Linked DNA regions of Xenopus tropicalis: region 1 is linked to region 2. The links are chromatin contacts, called in public Hi-C maps. All regions are on one chromosome and are shown on one strand. The core of a region is the stretch at or near the end of the contact, and the rest is flanking DNA. Distances in the headings are between cores, read along the strand shown. Region 1 holds the start of nudt7 (peroxisomal coenzyme A diphosphatase NUDT7). Region 2 holds the start of wwox (WW domain-containing oxidoreductase).

Region 1 (3,005 bases), core at 15-2,514, 170 kb before region 2:
AGCCTCCCACACGAATGAATGGAATAATAATTTGCACCAAAGGGCAAGCCTGTTTGCATAACAGCTGTTTAAATTAAATTGCAAGCTGAGGGAGGAAAGGTTGAGCATACACTTCAAAGAAAAGGTTGCACAGATCTGCAGCAATCAGGGTTTTCAGATCTGATTTTCAAAACAAGCCAAAGTCTGTCACAAAACCAGCCAAAATCTACCTTAAAAGTACCCAAAAAAAACCAATATGTGCAGTTAAAAAACCAAGGAAATAAAAAAAAGATTATATGTGAAAATACCCCAGTAACCATGCCAGTGCCTGCTCTTCAATGTCACTCATCGCTAAAATATTTATATCCATTGCATACTAGGCCAACTGCCATGGGTGCCCAGTGCATGCAGGTTCTAGTAGTTTTACTTCAACATGAGCTACTGGCACTAGTCTGTAGACAAACTACATTATCCAACATTTGCTGCATGTTTGTAGTACTAAATATTGGGCCAGGAAAAGAAAGAACATCCAGGTATCTAAGAAAAAAAGTATTACATTAACCTCAAACATGCTAGTAAGTTAATTGAAAAAAATTGATTAAAGGCGTTGCATTTACACCATGCATGATATACTTGTGGGTGTGTTGAATATAACTCGCAGCAACCCAAGAGATCTTGAGAGTTATACATTAAGGATCAACCAAGGATCACATACCACAACCACCTCCCACATGGTTTGACTGGAAGGGGGGGGGGGTGGTAGAAGAAACATGAATTTAAAAATAAGAAGCTACTTTCTGCACTTCCCAGTCCCATTGCATGCTGGGTGTTGAAGTTTTACCTTAACCTTTGCAGTAAACAAAAGTAAGAGAGACTACATTACCCAGCATGCACTAGGTATTGCCTAATTGAGCACTTTTCAGCAGAGGTCACCAATGTATACAAAAGTAAGAGAGACTACATTACCCAGCATGCACTAGGTTTGACTAATTGAGCACTTTACAGATATCAGCATAGGTCACCAATGTGACTCGAAAAATAACATTTGCAGTTTATATTTAAAAAAAAAAAAAAAAAGAACTTGGTTAAGTTTTCATTATAGAAACCCACCAGTGTACGGATTTTGGCTTCTTGTTGCAAAGTTTTCAGAACGTGCCTGGTGCAGCTTTGCAGATATCGGTGAATACCTAGTTAGTTAGTACCCAGTGCATGCTGGGTAACTAGTTTTTATTTTACGTCTTTCCTTCCGCAAAGGGTAATGTAAAACTACAATACCCAGCATGCAGCAGGATAAGGGCAGTGCGGAAAGAGGCTTCCTTTTCTGTTTCTCCTAGCAGCAACCCTCAGCTCCACCCTCTTAGTTGCAACGTGACAGCGCTACAGCCTGCGTTTGGTTTGTGATTGTACTAATAGTGGGGTTGATGATGTCTTGTATTATTTTGCGTGATCCTTAAACTATAACAGAAACTATAACTCAAATATTTTGGGGTGGCGTGGGGCAGGGTTGAGTTGCTTTTATAAAGCAGTGGAAGGTTTTCGGACCCACGATTGTACAGATTTGGTGTAGTTTTTGGAGCTTCTGCCGGTTTTGTACTTTAAAAACCTGCCAAGTTTCGGGTTTTTTTTTTTAATATCAAGTGCGAATGTACATTGCTGAGCTGCAATTTGGCATTCTGGGTTATGTGATTTTCTCTTATTTTGGCGTTCTGAGTTAATGTAAGACTGTAATACATATCATACAGTGGGACTGTGTGGTGCAGAAAGCAGCTTACAACTGTCCCTTCTAAAGCCAGCACCAGTAACTCTACCCTCCCAGTCCTACCTGTCTGCACTACAGTCTGCTTCCTACTACATGTGGTTTGTGATTCTACTTCTACTCTGTGATGTGATGGGGGGGCATGTTTTCTGAGATTAATCCTTAACTCTTAAGAATCTCTTTAAGGAACAGTAACACCAAAAAATTAAAATGTATACAAGTCATTCCAATATAATGTACTGCTTTCCTGCACTGGTACAACTGGTGTGTTTGCCTCAGAATTACTACAGGTATGAGATCCCTTATTACGGAAAGCCCATCTCCCATACACTCCATTTTAATCAAATAATTCAGAATTTTAAAACTGATTTCCTTTTTCTCTGTAGAAATAAAACAGTACCTTGTAATTGATCCCAACTAAGATATAATTAATCCTTATTGGAGGCAAAACAATCCTATTGGGTTTAATTCATGTTTTATTGATTTTTTAGTAGACTTAAGGTATGGAGCTCCAAATTACGGAAAAACCCCTTATCCGGAATACCCTTGGTCCTGAGCATTCTGGATAATGGGTCCTATACCTGTACTATGTTTTATATACAAAATGCTGCAGTGTGGCCACGGGGGCAGCCATTCGAAAGAGAAAAGGCACAGGCACACAGTAAATAACATATATGATACTATTGTATTCTATAGAGGTTATCTGCTGTAAACCTGTGCCTTTTTCCAGCTTGAATGGCTACCCCTGCTTATTTATATTATAAACCAGTGATCCCCAACCAGTGGCTCATGAGCAACATGTTTCTCACCAACCCCTTGGATGTTGCTCTCAGTGCCCCCAAGCCAGGTAGTTATTTTTGAATTCCTGACTTGGTGGTAAGTTTTGATTGAATAAAAACAAGATTTACTACCAAATAAAGCCTCCTGTAAGCTGATAGTGTGCATAGAGGCTACCCAATAGCCAATCTTAGCCCTTTATGGTGCTTGTGTTGCTCTCCAAGTCTTTTTACATTTGACTGTGGCTCACGATTAAGAAAGGTTGGGACCCCTGTTATAAACTATAGTAGCGTTACTGTAGCAAGCACACAACTTTTACCAGTGCAGGGCAACCGTACATTATATTTCATCTTCTGTAAAAAAGAAAACTTTTTAATTTTTTGGTGTTACTGTGCCTTTAAATTCATTTTCTGCAGGTATCTTACTGAAATGTCTGGGGTCAATGGGGTTGTATGCATTTCTGCAGTGATCTTGCTGGCATGTCTGTGGCTTA
Region 2 (3,075 bases), core at 550-3,049:
TACCTGTACTAGCATTTGCAAATAAACTACATGACAAACTTATAAACTCTGTTGGTTATTAAACTTAATTGTACTTTGTAATTACTAGGCAACTTAACATCAATATCTAAAGCTAAAATTCATATAAGTCATAGTATAAATGTGTTATTAAATATTATAAAAAACAAATCAAAATCAGAGAGCTGGGCAAGTATGCTCTTTGATTGATCAACCCACCAGCTGGACAGAGATTGCATAAGGGCTTTCTATTATTCTGATCATTTGTCCAAAGAGTATAAATGATTGGAATAGTAGTAAGCTTCTCTTTACTGCCTCATCTGCTGATGCACAATGTACTGGATTGGTGTATCAGAAGATGACATTTTCAAACTGCCAAATTGAACAGTATCCAGAGTACAAGGATATCAGTAAGGATCAACAGCACTCCATGCACTCAAGGATGAGTGTAAAAAACTCAGTTTCGGAAAATTAATTTGTGCATATATACAAGGCCAGAACTAGGGGTAGGCAGAAGAGGCAACTGCCTAGGGCGCAATGATTGGGGGGCACCAAGCAGGAACCTCTCCTGCCTACCCCTAGTCTGCACTGCCTTGTCATTGCCCCCACCACTTGTCATTACGTGGTGGGGTGCCCGGTCGGCTTAGCCCGCCCCTTCATATATAACTACTTTGAGGCTTTACTATATTTAAGGTAAGTGGGAAGTTCAACTTGATGCATAACACTGTATTCATGATGCTATTTCCCTCCTAGTGCCAATGCACCAGTAAAGCCTGCGTTCACAAAATGTGCGAAAGTATAAAGTACAGAAAGCCCTAGAATTTACTCCTGGCTTGGAGAATTGTTAATTACAGAGCTTCCCTTGAGTGCTGCACTTATACGCATAAAGGAATAAGAAAAAATGGTATCACAATTTGCACCTGCATTGGTTAATTGCACACAAATTGTGACACATACAATTTTGCAAATACACAAACTTACAGTGGAATTTGTGTAAAATGCTGCATTGTGCAAGGAATGGCATTTTGTGTGTTTTTGCACCTAATGTTATGTATTTGTGTTAGTAAGTACTACCAGCATTCCACAGCAGAAGAAACACACCCCATTCTTCCTTAAGGGGCTGTAACCACACAGGCACATTTAAGCACCAAATGCTTAATATTTGTATTACTTTAAACCACTATTATTTTTTAGTGTTTCTATGTTTTTAATTTGGGGAGACAGATCCTAGTCTGAAATAAAGTTGTCTTTTTTTAACAGCTTTGAGTGAATTCCAGTGTGTGCCTCTAACAGTGGTTAAATGTATTCTGCCCATGATTGACTGCAAGTACAAAAAGTGTTTATTAAAATTACTTCCTTTCTTATACAGATGTAAAACCTCTATCCAAAGGCAAGAAAAGTTAAGCTAAGTTGTTGATAACTGTTACACACTTTAATCAATCAGTTTCAAGTGCCAGATTAAAATCAAATACCTGATTGGTCGTTATGGGCTATTGTAACCATGCACGTTTTGCCAGAGTAAATAATTACTAAAGATTACTATACGTTCTTGCTTTGTCCCTAAATTGTCAAAAATCTGTCCCTATCTTACACAAAAATGCTTGGATCGTGAAAAAAGTATTTGCTGTTGATTTGTAAATAACCTTGCCCTTGTTTACAAAAAGATAAAATAAATGGGACCGTTTCCGTGGCCACCACAGAAATTTTCTAGCACATCTAATCACTAAGACCTTACTGCTCACTCCCACATGCAGCTAAGCGCAGTGTCAATGCCCTTATATACGCGTAGTGTGACGCCACAATCTCGCGAGATGAGACTTGTGACAGCGGGATTAGCTGTCACGCTGGAGCCTAGGAACAAGGCATTTGTGGCGCACCGGGACGTTTAAGCAGCGAGCTGCTGTTTGTGAGAAAACCGGGATTCTCCGGCGAAATAAATTAAGACTGTTCGGCTGTATGTTTTACCGTACTCTCCGTTTGTTGAACACGAGCGGCCTCTAGTGGTGAGAGTTGAGACGTCTCATTTTTCTAGAGTGTAGAATTGATTGCTGACTGATTCCTTTGTTAATTATTAGTAACGTGACAATTCTATCCGCAGTGCCATGGCAGCCCTCAAGTACGCAGGCTTGGACGATACGGACAGTGAGGATGAGATGCCACCTGGCTGGGAGGAAAGAAGCACCAAGGATGGCTGGGTGTACTATGCAAAGTACGTAGTTGAATGGAGGGACGGAAAATCAGAACAAGTTTAGAGAGTGAGGCAGTGAAGTTTGCGATATTGGGAAGTGCAGCGGCATCTTTGCTCCACGTGTGTAGGAAGTGCGGCACCTGCCTGGGAGTGCCGCCTTATATATTGCCGCCTATCTGCCTTATATAGCCCTGCCTTACATTGTGCTGCTTGGGATTCATCACTTACAAATACACATGAGTTTAAAATGTTTAAACCACATTTAAGTGGTTTTAAAGTAGTCTAAAGCAGTGGTTCTCAACCTTCCTAATACCGCGACCCTTTAATACAGTTCCTCATGTTGTGGTGACCCCAAACCAGAAAATTATTCCTAAAACCATCGGAAATATGTGTTTTCTGATGGTCTTAGGTGACCCTTGTGAAAGGGTCGTTCGACCCCCAAAGGGGTCCCAACCCACAGGCTGAGAACCGCTGGTCTAAAGAGTCTAAACCAGAGAACAGAAAGGGACAAGTAGGTTTACAAATACCGGAAATGGGTAACACATGTATATTGGAAAGTTTCTTAAAGCGGACCTGTCACCTTAAGAAATAATTTCAAATTGTTTTCTATTGTGTTTGGCAAGCAAAATAAACTTTACTTACACTATATAAATTATTTTAATCTTATTTTCTTCAGCCTTGGAATTCACAATTGCAGCAAGCAGGCAGGGGCCATTTTGTGGACACTGTTATCAAAGCAGGCATTGCATCCTGCCAAAATCTTGTTTCTGTGCCAGTATGGGGGGACCTAATGCCCTTGCCCATGCACTGGTTACACAATTAGATGGTGAGGAGGGAGGGGGAATGTGAGCAGTGCAGCAACATCTAGTTTAGCTATTTGAACAAAGTTT

Evidence for each region. A called contact is a pair of places that touch in the nucleus more often than the background predicts.
Region 1: a Hi-C map of neurula embryo shows a contact between it and region 2, with 2.1 times the contacts expected there. The contact joins the promoter of nudt7 here to the promoter of wwox in region 2. A contact is called at or near these places in 4 of 5 Hi-C or Micro-C datasets (brain, gastrula embryo, neurula embryo and 1 more).

What each region holds. Positions count from the first base shown.
Region 1 is chr4:54,616,959-54,619,963 of UCB_Xtro_10.0, reverse strand. nudt7 (peroxisomal coenzyme A diphosphatase NUDT7) reads left to right here and starts at 1,264. Exons shown (of 6, transcript XM_031900780.1): 1 at 1,264-1,372. It overlaps LOC116410395 (a long non-coding RNA gene), which reads right to left and starts at 1,172. Exons shown (of 2, transcript XR_004222354.1): 1 at 1,090-1,172.
Region 2 is chr4:54,449,326-54,452,400 of UCB_Xtro_10.0, reverse strand. wwox (WW domain-containing oxidoreductase) reads left to right here and starts at 1,799. Exons shown (of 10, transcript XM_018093498.2): 1 at 1,799-2,000; 2 at 2,096-2,206. The coding sequence starts at 2,100.